Regions from separate parts of the Mus musculus genome. Here all the other regions are linked to region 4. The links are chromatin contacts, called in public HiChIP or PLAC-seq and Micro-C maps. All regions are on one chromosome and are shown on one strand. The core of a region is the stretch at or near the end of the contact, and the rest is flanking DNA. Distances in the headings are between cores, read along the strand shown.

Evidence for each region. Hi-C and Micro-C count contacts between places; a contact is called where the count stands out from the background. HiChIP or PLAC-seq counts read pairs in DNA pulled down with a chosen protein or histone mark.
Region 1: an H3K4me3 HiChIP or PLAC-seq map of forebrain shows a contact between it and region 4, with 4 times the contacts expected there. The contact joins the promoter of 4930478P22Rik here to the promoter of Rgs12 in region 4. A contact is called at or near these places in 2 of 39 promoter capture datasets (hippocampal neurons and pre-B cells) and 2 of 115 datasets of contacts at active chromatin or transcription factors (embryonic forebrain and forebrain).
Region 2: a Micro-C map of embryonic stem cells shows a contact between it and region 4, with 2.3 times the contacts expected there. The contact joins the promoter of Add1 here to the promoter of Rgs12 in region 4. A contact is called at or near these places in 2 of 39 promoter capture datasets (macrophages and neural stem cells) and 3 of 484 Hi-C or Micro-C datasets (all in embryonic stem cells).
Region 3: a contact with region 4 is called in a Micro-C map of embryonic stem cells, with 2.8 times the contacts expected there. The contact joins the promoter of Adra2c here to the promoter of Rgs12 in region 4. A contact is called at or near these places in 1 of 39 promoter capture datasets (embryonic stem cells), 1 of 484 Hi-C or Micro-C datasets (embryonic stem cells), 1 of 115 datasets of contacts at active chromatin or transcription factors (forebrain) and 1 of 9 other capture datasets (adipose tissue).
Region 5: an H3K4me3 HiChIP or PLAC-seq map of forebrain shows a contact between it and region 4, with 3 times the contacts expected there. The contact joins the promoter of E130018O15Rik here to the promoter of Rgs12 in region 4. A contact is called at or near these places in 1 of 484 Hi-C or Micro-C datasets (embryonic stem cells) and 1 of 115 datasets of contacts at active chromatin or transcription factors (forebrain).

What each region holds. Positions count from the first base shown.
Region 1 is chr5:35,359,687-35,362,820 of GRCm38.p6, reverse strand. 4930478P22Rik (RIKEN cDNA 4930478P22 gene) reads right to left here and starts at 1,268. Exons shown (of 4, transcript NR_046060.1): 1 at 178-1,268.
Region 2 is chr5:34,572,060-34,575,443 of GRCm38.p6, reverse strand. It overlaps Add1 (adducin 1 (alpha)), which reads right to left and starts at 1,780. Exons shown (of 16, transcript NM_001331082.1): 1 at 1,531-1,780. Mir7036b (microRNA 7036b) reads right to left here and starts at 1,293; the gene lies at 1,231-1,293.
Region 3 is chr5:35,276,902-35,280,209 of GRCm38.p6, reverse strand. Adra2c (adrenergic receptor, alpha 2c) reads right to left here and starts at 1,644. Exons shown (of 1, transcript NM_007418.3): 1 at 1-1,644. The coding sequence starts at 324.
Region 4 is chr5:34,948,008-34,951,176 of GRCm38.p6, reverse strand. It overlaps Rgs12 (regulator of G-protein signaling 12), which reads right to left and starts at 1,729. Exons shown (of 17, transcript NM_173402.2): 1 at 1,653-1,729.
Region 5 is chr5:35,386,603-35,389,847 of GRCm38.p6, reverse strand. It overlaps E130018O15Rik (RIKEN cDNA E130018O15 gene), which reads left to right and starts at 1,372. Exons shown (of 2, transcript NR_152157.1): 1 at 1,372-1,423. Hmx1 (H6 homeobox 1) reads right to left here and starts at 987. Exons shown (of 2, transcript NM_010445.4): 1 at 359-987. The coding sequence starts at 731.

The DNA.
Region 1 (3,134 bases), core at 19-2,518, 410 kb before region 4:
GTATGTAGAAAGCCAGGAATGCTTGGCTCTCAGCACCTGGCTCAAGGAGGGCCAGACTGGTAAGTGCTGAAAGGAAACCTTGAATGGTCATATTGTATGACTTCTTTGCGTGACAGGGGCTATGCCCGCATTTGAGATTCTGCACACTAAGATGACAGACAGAACCCATTCACTTACCAACTTGTAAGCCTCCCTATGAGACCTCCAAGTTCCTGGTCCTCTGTGCCAAGTGGGTTCCAGCCCAACCTCCCCAAAATGAATGCTGTGGGCTGTTTGTCTTGTTTAGGCTCTGGCCCAGGGTTGGGCTTGTCTACCCTGAATTCATTCAACGTCCCTCTCAGGGGCTTTTAGGTTCCACAGAGGTAAGAGCCCAAGGACCCTCAGCCACAGAAGCCAGTGAGTGAAATTGAGCCAGGGACAAAGACCCCCAGGCTGTAGACAGGAAGATATACTCAGGGATCAAGATGGGTAAAGTCTGTCTCTTCTCATCTTAGAATCCTGGGTCCCCAACCTGACGTGGTAGACAACGGGACAGTCTGCTCCAGGAGAGCTCTGGCATCCTGGGTTCAGACCTGCCTAGGAGGCTCAGGTCCAGGCCTGCTCCTTCAGGATATCTGCCTAACACTCACATGCAGAGTCCCCATAGCAGAGTCAGTCCAGATGAGGGCTTTGGATTCCAGACTTGTCCCCTGTCCAGCAGTCAACAGGATTCTCAGTAGGCATATGTGACATAATGGTGCCACCCAGTGGCCACCTCCAAATTGCATCCATGAGCTATAGGCAGGAAACCATCAGAATTGGGCAGGCGCCCCCTGCTGGTCAGCAGACTCATCGACCAGCTTTCTCTGTGCTTTAAGATGGGGATGAGGTGGGTGAAGAAGGGCTGGCACCCGTGATCTGCACCTCCCAGAACAGACAGATTTAGTAAATAAAACCACAGGCCCCGTCTTAGTTTCTTTTCCTGTTTTGCAATGAAATATCAGACAAAAGCAATTTAGGGGAGTGTTGGTTTTGTCTCACAGTATCGGGGCACGGCCCATTATGTTGTGCAAGTCTTGGTGGCAGCTGGTCACTTCACTTTCAGTCAGGGGACAGAGGGATGTGTTCTGCTCCTTAGCTCTCTTCCTTGTTATTATGCCACCAAAGACTCAAGCTCAGAGAATGGAGTCACTCATATTAGGGTGGGTTTTCGCACCTCAATCCCATCAAGATAATCCCACAAGCATGCTAGGATGCTAACCGATCCCTGGCAGGCACGACTGAAGGTCTGTCTCCTAGGTGATTTCAGATCTTGTCAAGTTGACAGTTGATATTAACTGTCACACATGCCCACCTCTGATGGAGAGGCATGAGGCCCCATTTAGCTGGGCCTGAAACTACCCTTGACTCGGTATCCAGAGTCCATTGTGAGAAGATAGAGGAAGTGGCCATCTTTCAGAGGGAGAAATGCTGTGTGTGTAGCTACAAAGTGGGGACTTTCCCCAGGAATTCTCTGGAAAGAATGCATGTAGACCAGCTAAGAAAGTTGGCCATCTGGCCTATGTGCTGAGAGCCAGTGGCTGGGTATGGATGGGGGTCGGGGAGAGAAATCAGAAAGTCCACAATGTCTCCAGTGGGGCCATCGGGAGCATTATCAAGGGCCAGGTGACAGTGCAGGTATCTGGAAACAGTGGGAACCAGAGGAGAGACTTCGGGGAGAGGCAGGGGTGCTATGGGTGGGGCCCGGGGAGGCAGAAAGGTGGGGAGTGGAACAGCTGGGGGTTTGTGTCAAAGTCTGGTACTGTCAGGTTGTAGAAGGAATGGGAGTCCCAGAGGATGCCTGGGTGAGTCTGACAGAGTCCAGATTGGGGGTGGTGGTGCCTGGGGCAGGTGGAGTGAGGGGTGCTGTCATATATAACTCACAGTAGGCTGGCAAAGAAGCCATGCTATTCAAAGTTGCCTATGGGGAAGATCTGGGCTTGGAGAGGCAGGATTGGGCTGTGTGGTATCATTAAGGGGAGTCTGCTAGCTGCAGAGATCCCCAACACTCCAGTCCCACTGGGCCCACTGGGCTAAAGCCAATGTGGCCAGGCTGGTGCCTTTTCTAGTGCAGAGGCTGCTGTGTCTCATGGCTCCCAGATGTCTTCCTCCTGCCCCTGGCACTGGCCTCTTACCATCAGGTCCACACACTATGTCAGGGCACTCTCCCCAGTTCGACACAGCTGGCCAGCACCCAAGAGTCCCCTTTGCTGAGGTCAAGACATCCACACATTCATAGACTCTGGGAGGGATTAGGATTCTGTTGAGAAGAGTCTGGGCCCTGCTCTGAGTTGTTCCTATTGAATACAACAATGTGGTATTGGGCAGGGGGTAGAGGTTGTGCCCTACTCTGTGAGACTCCATTTTACAAGCGACTTTTTACTCTGTTGTGAGAATGGAGGATGATGGCATGTCTAGGTGGGCACATGAAGAGAACCCCATGTATCAGCCTGGGTGAATAAATGACTTAGTCCTGAGTGGGAAGGGAGCCAGTCACCCAATGTGACGAACTGAGACTGTGGGCCCACAAGGGTACAAAATAGAGGAACCAAGGCCAAGAATGTATTGGATACACAAGACCAAGAACCTGAATCCCAGCATATCTATGACAGTGCCTCCATCAGCCTGTCATTCAGATAGACTATTCAGACTGGTTTGGTTATGCATATAGATGCAGCCCATTTACGGGCTGTCAGCCCATTCTCCTGATCACCTGTCTGACCCATAGTTCATATGTTTTCTCCACCTATACCCTGGTTCTGTCTCTTTATCCCTGCAGTTCCCTCTAGTCCATCTATGTCGTCACCCCCATACCCCACTCCCCACTCCCCATTTCCCCATCTCCGTGTTCGGTCCATGCCCCACCTCATTCACAGCAGCAGCCTCTCTGCAGATGGTTTGGATCCTTATCTCATCCATACCGACTCCATTTACATTTCTATCAGCTCGCTTCTGAAATCTTGAGCTCTGTACCATTCTATAACTCACATATATACATACATATGCTCACCGTGTGCTGTGCGATGCAAGCGACAATATTAGTAATTCAGATCAGAATAAAAAGCTGGGTTGGCCTCAATGAGATTCTCAGGAGAAATGGTGTTATTTGCTACATT
Region 2 (3,384 bases), core at 531-3,030, 380 kb after region 4:
TGCCCCCTAGCCAATCTGGTAGGGACATTTTCTCAGGTGAGGTTCCTTCTCAAATTACTCTCGCCTGTGTCAAGTTAACTTTAAACCCTAGCCAGCACAGTATTGTCTGAAGCATTTCAGTATTTAATGTCCTGACTCAACATGATTACATGAAATGAATGGTGTGTGTGTGTGTGTGTAGCAAAGCAACAAAAACAATAGTATCAGATAATACCAAGAGTTAAGTGAAAACCTGAATGGTTTATGTAAAACAGATCTTAGAAAGGACACTATCCCAGTTTGCAGAATGATTAGAATTCCTAGTCGCTTCATTTGCTGACTCTCACTAACCTACACACACATGAGTAAACTAACCACACCGACCTGCACCTCTGCGAAACCACATCTAAACCCTGAAAAGCTGTTCTGAAGGTCAACACCATTCATACTTCCTCAAAAAACAACTTTACTATCAGGGTGTGGTGTCAACCTCAAGGTAATCCTAGAACTAGGGGCAGAGGCAGAAATTTTCAGTTCCAGACCATTCTGGGCTGCGAATTGACGAAGCATAGCAAAGTTTTAGAATTAAAATGTGATCCCTACGTCACTGGCTTTAATTAAAGACTGCGATTTTTAGAATCCCACCCGCATAAAACTCACCTCCGACCTGCAACCTCCTTCCTCTCTGGAGCCTGTTGAGTCCACCCACGACTCCCAGCTTGCTTGCAAAGGAGACATAGCGGATCCCTTAGCAATCTAGTTCCTATCCCGACTGAGATTTCAACCCACTTTTGACAAACACACAATCTCTCTGAAATTCTTGAGCAGTTATGCATAGACAGATTTTAGCTTTGTTCTTGGTCTTTGGGAGTTTAACAACGTTAGGCCTAAAATCATGGTCAAAACAACAGCAGTTTCAGGTGAACCAAAATATTTATTTTTAAGATGGGTGTGCATAAAACAAACACAACTCATCTACCAAATACCTTGAACCAGGAACTGAATTATAAAAACGAAGTGTTTTTAGGAAGAGGTCTGAACGATAAAACAGAGAGGAAAGGCAAGCCCCATCTCCAGGAAGTTCCACGACCACCTCATTACTACCATCCGTGGACAGAGCTGGCTTTTTTCTCTTGGGGCAGAAGGTGTCAGTTTTTAAAAGAGCCGACAAGCGGAACCCAGATGCACCTTTCCACAATCTCTGCAGTGACCAGCATTTGGAGCCACCATTAGCACAATGCTGACCCGGGAGGACCCCGAGGCCCACCAGGAAGCTCAGAGCCGAGCAAGCCGCTTCCACAGAGAACCCCGCGTCCGTCCGGGCCATCCTGGGAAGCGACGATGCAGTGTCCTCGCCCCCGCACTCGGAGGCAAGCACCTAGACCCCGGGCACCCCGCGCCGCAGCGACCTAGCCGCGCCCTCCTCAGCGCACCAGAGGCGCCCCAGAGGCCCCGGGCCCTGCCCAGCCCTGCCCTGCCCGCCCAGCACCGCCGCCCCTGCCCTACGCCCGCTGGGGGCCCCGGAGACCTCGCCGCGCTCCCGGGCCTCACCTCCGCGGAGAATCGGGGAGAGAGCACGGCTTCCCGGGTCCGAGTGCGGCCGCCGCCTCGCCTGCGGCTCGCGCTGGGCTCCGCCCCCTGGCTGCCGCGCACCCCCCGCCGCCTGCAGCAGCCCTCGTCCTCTCCCGCCCTCAACCCTCACCCCTCTACTCGCCCCCGCCGCCAAGCTGGGTGCGGCCTGCGGCGCTGCGGCCCAACAATGCACAGCCCCATTGGTCTGAACGCCCTACCGCCGTCCAGCACTACTCTCTGTTATTGGTCAATCTTAAGCAAGGGGCAGGCCCGGAGAAGGGCGGGGCCCTGGGAGGCGGAGAGAAGGGTAGACTCCGGCCTCCGGCTGAAGGCGGTGTCACAGTGGGATTAGGGGTCGCTTTGGCTGCGTCCGGGACGGCGGGCTGGTGCACCTGCTCACAGGAACGCTAGTTCTCCCACTGAGACGGTCAGACCCACAAACTGACTGCGAACGGACACGGTCTAGGTGCGCTTCAGGCGAGAAGATCAGTAGGCAGTTTGGGAGACTGGGCTGTCAATCAGGGTGGAGTCAGGACTGAGATGTCTGTGTGTGCTCTGATAAAGCTCCACAGACAGGAAGGGCCCGCCGGATGACAGTGGATTAACAAACACCGAGGCCTCTTCAGAGGCAGGGAATGAGGCTAGGTGAGGCCTTGGCAGAACCAGTCCACCTGGCAGCGACCTGGTAAACTAACCTAAGGATCAAGTCCCTACTGTCTCTCCTGTCAACTGAATCCTAAAAGACCCAAAGGAAACAAAGGGGTCCCGCTCCTGGTTCCCTTCAAACCATTAAAGGTTGAAGCCTCGAGCCTGGCTCAAGTGACAGAAGTGTGTATCCAAGCCTCTCCTCAGCCAGGCGTGGTGGCGCACGCCTTTAATCCCAGCACTTGGGAGGCAGAGGCAGGTGGATTCTGAGTTCGAGGCCAGCCTGGTCTACAAAGTGAGTTCCAGGACAGTCAGGGCTACATACACGGAGAAACCCTGTCTCAAAAAACAAAAACAAACCGATCCTCACAGCAAGAGCTCTGAGTTTGACCCCATAAGGGTCAGAGAGGTTGTGGATTCCAGTCAGTACCCTCTGTCCTAGGAACATTTGCCCTACATGTTGACTGTTCTCAGATGACTTTTCTGACATCCTCCAGCACCCAGCAACAAGTCTAATGCCAGTGAAAGTTTGCTGAAGAGAGAGAGTTTTCGATAATCAACTGTCATTCTCCATGATCCATCTGTTTTCTGCACTGGCCAGATAGGAGAGTTAAACGGAGATGTGGTGGGAACCACCACCCCTGCATCTTTCAAGTCCTTGATAGTGGCAGTAATTTCTGCAATTCCTCCAGGAATACGATACTGTTTTTGATTCACTATTTTCTTTGGCAGAGGCAACTCTAAAGGCTTCCATTTGGCCTTTCCAACCATAATAGCCCTCACTCTACAGTTCAGGGAACCAATATGAGAATTCTGCCAATTTCTGAGTATATCTATCCCAATTATACATTCTGGAACTGGGGAAATCACCACAGGATGTGTCCGGGGACCTATTGGACCTACTGTGAGTCGGACATCAGTCAAAACTCCATTAATCACCTGCCCTCCATAAGCCCCTACTTTAACTGGAGAGAGGGTTGAGTGATTAAAAATGAAATATATAGAGATATAAAAGTTTAGAAATGTTGCCTATAAGTCCAGCTACAAGAGATCCAACACACTCCTCTGTACTCTGTGGGCACCTGCTCTCAAATAAGATATAAAAATGAAATCAGACATGTACAGATGAAAAAAATCCACAGTGTGACAAAACACTGAATGGGGTTAGGAGACAATTTGTCCTCAAAA
Region 3 (3,308 bases), core at 395-2,894, 330 kb before region 4:
AGAAAAGGGCATGACCAGTGTGGCCACCAGGATGTCAGCTGAGGCCAGAGACACCAGGAAGAGGTTCTGCGGGGCGCGCAGTGCTCGGCTGGTCAACACAGCGATCACCACGAGCACATTGCCTACCACGGTGAAAACGATGAGGAAACCCACCACAGCTGCCAACCCCGCCACAGCACCTGCGGAGTACTGGCCCGGCGGTGGCACCCAGTCGGTCCCCGAGGCGTTGGCACCCCCGCCGCTACCCCATTCGCCCGCGTCGCTCCCGTTGGGGCCCTCAGCCGCCGCCGCCGCCAGCGCCGCGGCCAGCGCTGGGGACGCCATGGTCCTCCCGAGAGCTACGCGGTCCTGCCAGGAGCCCGGGCGCAGCCTCGGCAGCTCGGGCGCCCCACAGCCAGGGTCGGCGTCCGCATCGCCGCCTGCTCCTCCGGCGCGCCGGCTGGGGGCCACGAAGCCCCGCAGCCGGCTCTCGGCCGTGGTGGCCCGGCGGGCGGGCGGCGCGCCGGAGAGCGTGGCTGCCGGGCTCCCCGCAGCTGCCGCGCGCGTAAGTGCAGAGCTGGAGGTGCCCAGAGAGCGCGGCGACGCGGCGGTGGGGGGGAATGGGGGTAGGTCCCGGGTCCTCGAGCGGCCCCGCCCTCGGCCTGGGTTCAGTGGGAGCGTCCCGGCCGCCAGCCCACGGAGATGCGGTGTCCAAGCTGGTGCACGCAAGCGGCTCCACGGTCCGGGTGCCCGACTGGGCTGCAGGCTGCAGGCGGCGGCCCGGACACTCTGCTTCCCAACGGGCTGGCTGGGGCTAAGCGAGCCGGGGCGCAGGTTGCCGTTCTTCCGGGTCCCTGCAACTTTACTTTGCGGGGCTGGGCGCCGACACCCGCGGTCCTCCTGCTGCTCCCGAGTGCGGGCGCCCCCCAAGGTCCGCGTTCGGCCGTGCGGGCGCCGCCTCGCCCTCCCCGCTCGCCGGTGCAGCGTCTCCGCCGCCGCGGAGCGCTTGGCGCAAGTGCTGTCGCCCGGGCTCGGCTTCCAACTTGAGTCCAGTAGCGCAGCGGGGAGGGCGCAGCGGGGCGGGGCGGGGCGCCCCGCAGGCCCGAGCCGCGGGCCCGGGGGGAGCGGGCCGGGAGCCGGAGCCCGCGGCCGCCTGGGCGAACCTGCCGGCGGCGCCGGGGAGGAGCCCTAGGCGGCGGCGCAGGGCGCGCACTCGGCGAGGGCGCCCCCTCCAGGGCCAACTGCAGCCTGCGGGGCCCGGCTGAGCGCGGGCTGGCCTGAGCGGTGAGTTCTAGAAGCCTGCTCTTTCTAAGATCGTAGTCTCCACCTCACTCGGTTACAGGCGACGGAGCGCGCGCGGGCGCGCACACCGGCTCGTAAGGGGCTGGCTCGGGGTCCGCGGCCTGATTGGAGAGTGCGCTTGTAGCAGCATGGCAGAGACACTGCTGGTGCGCATCATTCCTTTGGAGCTTAGGGTCCCTGCTCCCCTGCAGAGCCACCTCCTCAGTCAGCCTCAGTTCCCTCCTCTGAGTACCTCTCAGCGCTGCGGGATCGTGAATCATAACCACGGTGTCAGTCGAGGCCCAGATCAAGCTCCCAAGCTCTATACCCATGTTGGCAATTGTTGAAGTTGAATCTTAATGCTGTGTGATCCCGCTTTTCACAGCTGGAGGGGACGCTCCAGACCTGCGCTTTTGACAAACTCAAAACTGACCTGCCCCATGCAGCGTGATTTTGTGGGAGTAGGTTTAAGAGAGGGCGAGCAAATCAAATGTTGGGGAGATCTCGTGTCAGTTTCACAGAGGTTCTGTCACGTGTGGCCTGAGTTGAGTTGAGGCACTGGTCTCTGCCTCCAGGCAGCCCCAGGTCTGCAGGGAGGATGTGGCCAAGAGAATAAATTGGACTTTCCAGACCTAGCGTTTCCCTGCTAGAACTAAAGGAGTACCATTCTCTCCACCAAGGCTGGCCAGGACCTCATTACACAGGTCAGATAGACCGGAAAGGGAGGGGAGTTGGCAATCCACTGGCAGAAGGCCTCATCAGAAAGTCATTCTGAGGACCTTGGAGCCATGACCTGTGGCATCTGGACTTGTCCCTGCTCTGGTGGCTGCTTCTCCCTGCAGTCCTTGAGGATAGTGCAACCTCCTTGTGGGCACTGCAGCCCTAGAGGACCCACAGGACCTACCCTCAGGGCAGGGGTGTCCAACTAGGATTAGGCAGACGACAAACATTTCAGACCATGGGCCTGTCTTGAGTACTGTGCCCGTGCAGGACACACTTCTTGATGCCTGTCCTGGGCACTTTCTAACTCAGGGCTTGCAAAGTGCCATGTGCTGTCACCTGAGAATGTGAACTATGAGGAAGAACCGCCAAGGTTTTTTAACAAGTCCTTCTTACCCAGAGGCCCCAACAAGGGCCACTGATCAAAACAACTTCAGTTGGTTTGTATAGAAGCCCCCAGATGACTCCAACATCAGTATATTGGAGGAAGAGGAGGTCTGGCCTTATGGTGTTTGTGTCTGGATATTCACCCCCACACTGAGTGCCATCAAAGCCCTGGAACTTCCCCACCCCCCATCCCTACCCCCAACCCAGCCTAGAAGCAAAGGAGGAGGTGACAGCATGTATCACCTTTGGATATGGAGGAGTTATTAGGAAAAAGCTTTGTGGACCATGCTCCCTAGGGACTGAGGTAGTCCCCAGTGTGTGGATGGTCCCTAAGACAGAGTGCTCTTTAGGAATGTGGGTACTCCTTCAGATGGGATGCTTCTTTGGTGAGAGTGCCCCCCGAAGAGGCTGGTTTAGTTCTGAGGATGTGGGAGCCTGAGGACGATGAGGGGAAGGGCAAGTGGGCACTGGTCGGGTACTGTTGGAGAGATGGCTTCTCCCCTTGCAGGCAGCATTGTGGACCTGCCTGAGTCAGAGATGCTGTCATATGAGAAGCTGAGGGGACAACAGGTAGTCTAGCCCAAGCCCTGACTGCACACAGCCTCACGTTTCCAAGTGATGCCTGCCTAGGCAAAGGGATGCCCTGGGAGCCCTGCAAGGGAAGCCTGCAAGGGCATCTGCAGGGCTCGCTACTGAGTGACCTAGGCTCTTGGGGATGATGGCTACATGCTGTAGGGATGCTGACCATACCTCCCGGCATAACTGAGAGGAAGCCACTCTGGAGTCAGCAGCCAGAAGTGAGAGTTAAAGAGTCTGCTCATTTGAGGGCAGCTGGTGAGACCCCCTGGGGTGGCAGGAACTTACGAAGAGGCTGAACTAGCCTCTTTGCCCAGAGATAGCCAATTAGCCCCAACAGTCTGCTTCTGGTTGTTCTGTGGCAG
Region 4 (3,169 bases), core at 480-2,979:
AACTGTTTAAGCCACTAGATTTAAGCTCTGTAGGAAACTAAAACAAGTGCTGACTAGTAAGTGTTTGCAGGGTTTCCAGCAAACACACAAAAAGAAAGAAAAGGGGGTGGGGACGCTGCAACCACCATCATGCACTTGCTGCCAGAGCAAGGCAAGGAGCCCACAACCAAGGCAGCCAGATGGGACCAGCATGCTGGGCCTGTCTCAGATACAGATGTCAAATGACAACAGGATTAGAAACACAGGGCTCAGCCTCAACCTCTCCTACCTCTGGGATCCTTGCAGGAGCTACTGCAGCAGCCAGGTCACCAGGCTCGGTGTCACCTTTGTGACTACCCACGCTCCCACCCTCTGAGGTTGTTGTTCTAAACAGAATGCAAAAAGTGAGCCAGCCCTTGACACAGGGGATGACCACAAAGTGCCTCATGTCACAAGCTGGCAACTCCACGATGCACTGCAATTTGGTCTACTCAGTATAAACCCTGCCTTCTGACTCCTGCGCCAAGACTGGCAACACACAGGCCACCCCAAGTCTGAGGGCCTTTCCTCAGCTCCGGTATTTGCTGATCTCCTTTGCCAGCTCTCCAGCCTTTCATCTTTCCTGTCAGAAGCAACCCTCCTCCTTTGTCCCACTGAGGTAGGTTCCAAGAAACTTCACAGAAATGGCCTTGCATCCTTTAAAGATCCATCCTACTCCAGAGTCTTACCTAAGCCATTCCCTCTACCCCGTGACTTTCTCTATCCCAGCAGTGTGCCTGAAGTCCAGATCCTGCCAGCCTGAGTACTTGGTACTTGTCATCCAGCCCCCCCCCCCCAAATAAAAAGATGTAACATTTTTATCCCAGTTTTTCTGGAGAAATTGTCCTGCTGACAACTGTGCTTTCTTCAGAAACTTTTAGAATGTAAGCAGGCCCTTGATTCACAATTGATTTTGCTTCTCTCCCCTCTCCCACACACCAGTTGCTTGATGTAGGCTCAAGGCTTCCTCACCAGGGCGACCTCCATCTACACTCCATCTGAGGCCTTTTCAGGAACCTGGGCCCCTCCATTTGTATTCTATTGGTCAAAGCCCCTCTGTTTACACTCCAGGGGTTGGGCCCTAGCTACACACCACCCCTTCATCTACACTTCACAGCTGAGCCCTTATTACACTCTACAATTCTGCGCACACACACACACACAGTCCACAGGTTTGGGGCCCCTCTATCTACACTCTGAACCCCCTTGTCTACACTTCCCAGCTCTAACCCCTCCAGCTATTCTCGATGCTCGCTCGCTGTGGGCTGCCCTGCGTTCTTGCCCTACATTTCCTCAGTTCGGGTCCTTGGATACGGTCTCTGCCCAAACAATGAGACCGCGGGCTGAGTTGGACATTAAAGTCCCCTCATGGCCAGCCGGGCCGGCTTCTGAGCCGGGTCAGATCCCGCCCGAGTCCGGTGGGCTGCAGCCCTGCGGAACCCGCACATCCGGCCTGCGCGGGACCCCGGCCGCAGCCCGCGCGGGCAAGTTCCCGGAGTCCCGCGCGAACAAAGAAGGCGCGGGCGGTGCCCGAGCTCGGCCCCACGGCCGCAGGAGGACAAGGCCGGGCCGGGCGGGGGCGCGCGCCAGAGAAGAAAGACGCGCGAGGAGGCGCGCCGGCTCCGCTCACCTACCGGGCCGCCGCTTGCTCCCGCCGGGCGCCCGCCGAAAGCATCAACGGTCACCGCCGTCGCCGGGCCGGGGGCGGGGCTCCGGGAGGGGCAGGGTCCGGCCCCTGAGAGAGGAGCTCCGACTCCTGGGGGTGGGGCCCAGGGCCTAGGGGGCGGGGCTCTGGGGGCGGGACCCGTGAGGGGCGGGTCAGGCCGTTGTGCGCTTCGGGACTCTGACCCCGCGGGTCCTGCTTCTGGGGGTGTGGCTCCTGGAAGGGTGGGGAGTTCAGCCGCTTTTGGAGGGTGTGATTTGGGCTCTTGGTGGGGCTCATTCGAGATTCACCAAGTTTAGGATTTTGGTGGAGTCAGGTTTTGGGGGACGGAGCTGGATGAGGGGATAGATCAGGTCGTTGGACAGCTGGAGTCAGGGACCAACGGGATCCGGCTTCTGGGGGCCGGGCTCCTGGAGAGCAAAGTCCGCCCTACTGGACAGTGGCTCGGGGTCAGGCGGGATCGGACTCCTAGCACAGAAGCGCTCAAGAAGTAGGGACTTGCCTGGGACTGAAGACCTAACGGAAAGCTCAACATCCAGGGCTTAAGGCTAGACGGAGGCGGGGCGGAGCATGGAGGCCGGGGCGGGACTTCCGCCTTGGTCCAGCTGAGGGGTTGAGCTACCCTACTAAATCGCAAAAGCCAGATGGGTTTCTTTTTTGAATGGTTGCAGAGAGCTGGGATGTGTGATCTTCTTCACGTGCAGAGAGAGACCACTTCGTCCTCCTTCAAGGGGCAGCTCTGAGACACGATGCATTTGTGAGGAAAGTTTCCCACCTGCCAGGAGAGGGGTCATCTACCTGAGGGCGTGCATTTGAGATGGAGAGAAATACATCAATCCTGTCCCAAGCACCACTCAGGCTATGATACAATAGTTGCACAAACTGGTTTTATAGTTCCTACGCCCAACCTTTTCAGAACATTGGACCTTGTCTACCTCAAGGAGACCTTTCTTTGGTGAAAGACGTCAAGGGCAGAATTCCCCTTCCCTTCCCACATTGACTTCCGAGCAGCCACAGCGTCTTCAGAAGTTTCATTCCCAGTTAGAAACTAGCTAAAGTACTTTCAGAAAACAGGAAACTGGGCATTTTACTTAAAAAGTTTAGACCAGGAATTCACTGCCTAGGCCCTCTTTTTCTCAAACACCAGCCCCAGCCTGGTTCAAGCTTCTTGGTCTTGAGATTAAATCATCATAAAAACCCCATAGCTGTAACCTTTAACACTCACTTCCTCCCTAAATTCAGGAAATGTAAGTCACGACTGGTAGTCCCTCCAGTGTTTCCAGGACAGTAAACCCTGTGTTCTTGTCAGTGTGCAGCTTCGTTTCACTGCATAGGTAGATGTATTGACTGTCAATGTGTCTTGAGTAGGAAGCCCTGTGACACTGAGGCCAATGGAGTAACAGAGCCCTATTTCTATGCATGTGGTACCCCCTCACACCTCTTCTCTCAGCCTGGCCTCAATGACCTCCTTCAAGCTCAAAATCTCTC
Region 5 (3,245 bases), core at 123-2,622, 440 kb before region 4:
ATTTTAGTGCTTGACCCCCGCGGCCTCCCCTCCTCTGCCACCTTTCCTCTTCCTTCACTTCCCTTTCACCTTCGATGTTTCTCCAAACACACTCTTTCCCCTTCTCATCTTTCCGAGGCCTATTTCACTCTCCTCTCCGAATTTTGTGTTCTTGGGCCTGATCCTAGCCTTAGCAGCTTCCTACATGCAGTGCCATCCCCAGTCTCCAACAATTGCCCATCCAAGGGGATCTCATACCACCCAGGCCCCAGTACACAGGAAGACTAGGAGCTCACTAAGCCCGAAGTCACCAAAAGAATGCATAGGGAGGGAGCAGAGCCCTGACCATTGCCCACCCCTTCCCCGCAACCTCACTCACTGTCAGGACTTAGACCACCTCCGTAGCCGCCGTGCACCCGTGGGTACCACCGCGTTGTACCTCCGCAGCCGAGCGCGAAGGGCGGGCCGGGCCCAGGAGGCGGCCGGGGCCCTAGGCCCAGTGCCCGGGCCCTCGCCTCCCCGCCCGGCCCGCTGCCCGCGCGCTGCTGTCGCCGCCGCTGTAGTCGTCGTCGCGCCTGCTCCGGATCCTCGTCCTCGGGGTCGTCGTCGTCCTCTTCCTCTTCCTCGCGGACGCCATCGCCCTGGGTTGAGCGCCCCGCGCCCTTGGCCTCGGCTGCTAGCAGGTTCTCGATGAGGAAGGAGGAGGCGCGAGCTGGTGTGGCGCGCCCGGGCTCGGTCAGCTCATCCGGCATCGCGGCCGCGGGCCCGTCGGGCAAGGCTGGGATCCTGGGGGTCCCTGGTTGCCTGGGGCGCAGCTGCTCTTCCCGGCCCCGTTTGGATAGTGGCGAACGGCCGCCTGGCGCACGCGCGGCCTGGCCCTGGAGAGCCGCTGCCCGGAGTGAGGGCGTCGGGCTCCACGAGGCGGGCGTCGGCTTCTGTGCCGGGCTGGGCTGGGCGGGAGCGGGTGCGCGCGGACGGCCGTTCCCGCAGCAGCCTCCCTCGCGTTTCTCCGAGCGGTTCAGGTCGCCGCCCCGGCTGGCCTCACGGGAGGGGGAGGGGGCGGTGCCGGGGGCGGGGCGGCGCGAGTTTCGTAGGCTCAGCCCCAACGACCCGCTGCAGCCCGGAGAGAAGCCATTGCCGGAGATGCTGCCCGGCCGGACTCTGCGCGCAGGTGGTGGCAGGGCCCAGGGCAGGAGACCCGGTGGTCCTGGGGGTACGACCCCGCGAGATGCGTTCCGGCGCCCCCCACCCCGGTACCCGCGCCAGGGAGTGGGAGAAGGCGGGGCCTCGGCTGGGAGGTCGACCATTGGCTACAGGGTCGCTGTGAAGCCCAGACTGGCCAATCGCATCCGAGGAGAGCCTTGCTCACCCTCCGGGAGCGTGTCGGAACCCGCAGAACGCTCGGTTTGTGCGTGAGTCCCTGTGACTGTGTATTTGCGCGCGGGTAAGGACTATTGCCGACTGGGCCGCAGTCTTTTTCTTTTTTTTTAAGACCTCGCGTGTAATTTAAAACGGGGATTCTGCCAAAACAAGTTTGCAGAGACGCAGCATGTTTTAACTCTTACGCGTAACGAAATATGCTCTTGGTGCCATCGCGCTGCGATGGAATGCTCTCATATCCCGGGCTCAGTTTCGGTGTGTAAAGAGAGTCAAGCCCGAAGGTGCCCCATGGTGTCACGCTGGGTAGGAACAGATTACATTTGCTCTGGCACCTCCATTGCCCGGCCTTCTCACTCTCTTTCAGGCTGGTAAGAGCTTCGTGCCTAGCCACTGTGCGGGACTGCAGGTCTTGAGGAACAATTCCTCTTTCTGCCTCTCTTGCCCTGCACAAAGTGAATTTTCTTCCCCCGCTTCAGGAGCAAGGCCGCAGAGGGTAACCCAGACTTCGCTGAGACCAACGGAGCTGTGATCCACTTCCAACAGGAATAGGGGGACAGCCTAGTCACTGAGCGGAACGCTTCACTGGATGCGGGTTATCACGGAAGGCCCATCTAGCTGCTCAGTGCGGGTCACAGACAGTGCGTAAAGAAGTGTGTCCCACTGTCCAGGAGAAGGCAACTGCAGGCCCGGAGCCCACTTTGTTTAATCTCCCCAACAAGAGAAATAGAGGGAAATAGAGTCACCCTATACTTCAAAGGGAAAAACTAATGTGAAAAGAGAGCGCTTCCCCTCCCTCCCACTATAAGTGGCTCTTGAGGATATAGAAGGATGGATGAGCCGCCAGGCTAAGGAACCTTTGGGGTCTGCACCCTGGCTAGAAACCTGGATGGGAAGTGGGTTTTGTGCACGATAGGACTTGATTTTGGAGCCATATTGGGCAAGGCAAGAGGAATCGCTGGCAAGCAGCCACATTTCATAGGTGAGGGCTCTGAGTCAAAGTTGGGTGTCTCCAACTTTGACTCAGAGTGTCCCAAGTGCTGTTACTTCCTGGGTGTCCCAGCTCAGACATACTCAGGGACCTGGGTAGAGGTGGGGGCGGGGAGGGAGAAATTAGCAATGATATTTGTTTGTAGGAATCAGGCACAACCCCTGGGCCGGCCAATTCAGGTTGGTTTTGTTGTTGGTGGTGGTTTGTTTTTGTTTTGATATGGTTTTTCGTTTTTCCGAGTTAGGGTATCTATGTTAGCCCAGAGATCCTTTTGCCCCTGCCTCCTGAGTGCTGGGATTAAAGGCATGAGGCATCACTGCAGGGCTCGGGGTTGTTTTTTGAAGTGATGAAGAAACAGACCAGAAAGGAGCCCTACTAAAAATGGTGATGGAGAGAACCGTCCAACTTCTGCAAGTTCCAGGCTCCCCTTGTGAACAGTACCTTCCTGCTTGTAAAATGGAGCCTGTTGGGTGGGTGCTGTGGCTTCCATTTTATTTCTCTGCTCTCTGGATGGGGGAGCCAGGCTGGGCTTCTTAGGCACCAGGGTTGTAATTCCCTCTGCCCTAGGGCCCTGGCCCTTGGTCCTGGCCCCTTGTGGTTACACCGGTTACACCTTACACCGTGGATAAGTGCTGCTCCCATACTCCATTGGGCAGAGAGAGACCTGCCTGGTCTTACCCAGCACTCCCTCTGGAGCCGTGCATCAGAGTGGCGCCTCAGTACTAGACCAGCAAGGGATGGTGGTCAGAAATGGGGAAAGGGCATCCACATCTCCTGGTACTGGCTTGGGAGCACTAGAAAGAGGGTGACAGCCACACTACTTGGCCTCTGGATCCTACGGACTACAAGTGGTGGTACCACTCAGGAGCAGGGTGTGTATGTGTCAGGAACTCCCAAG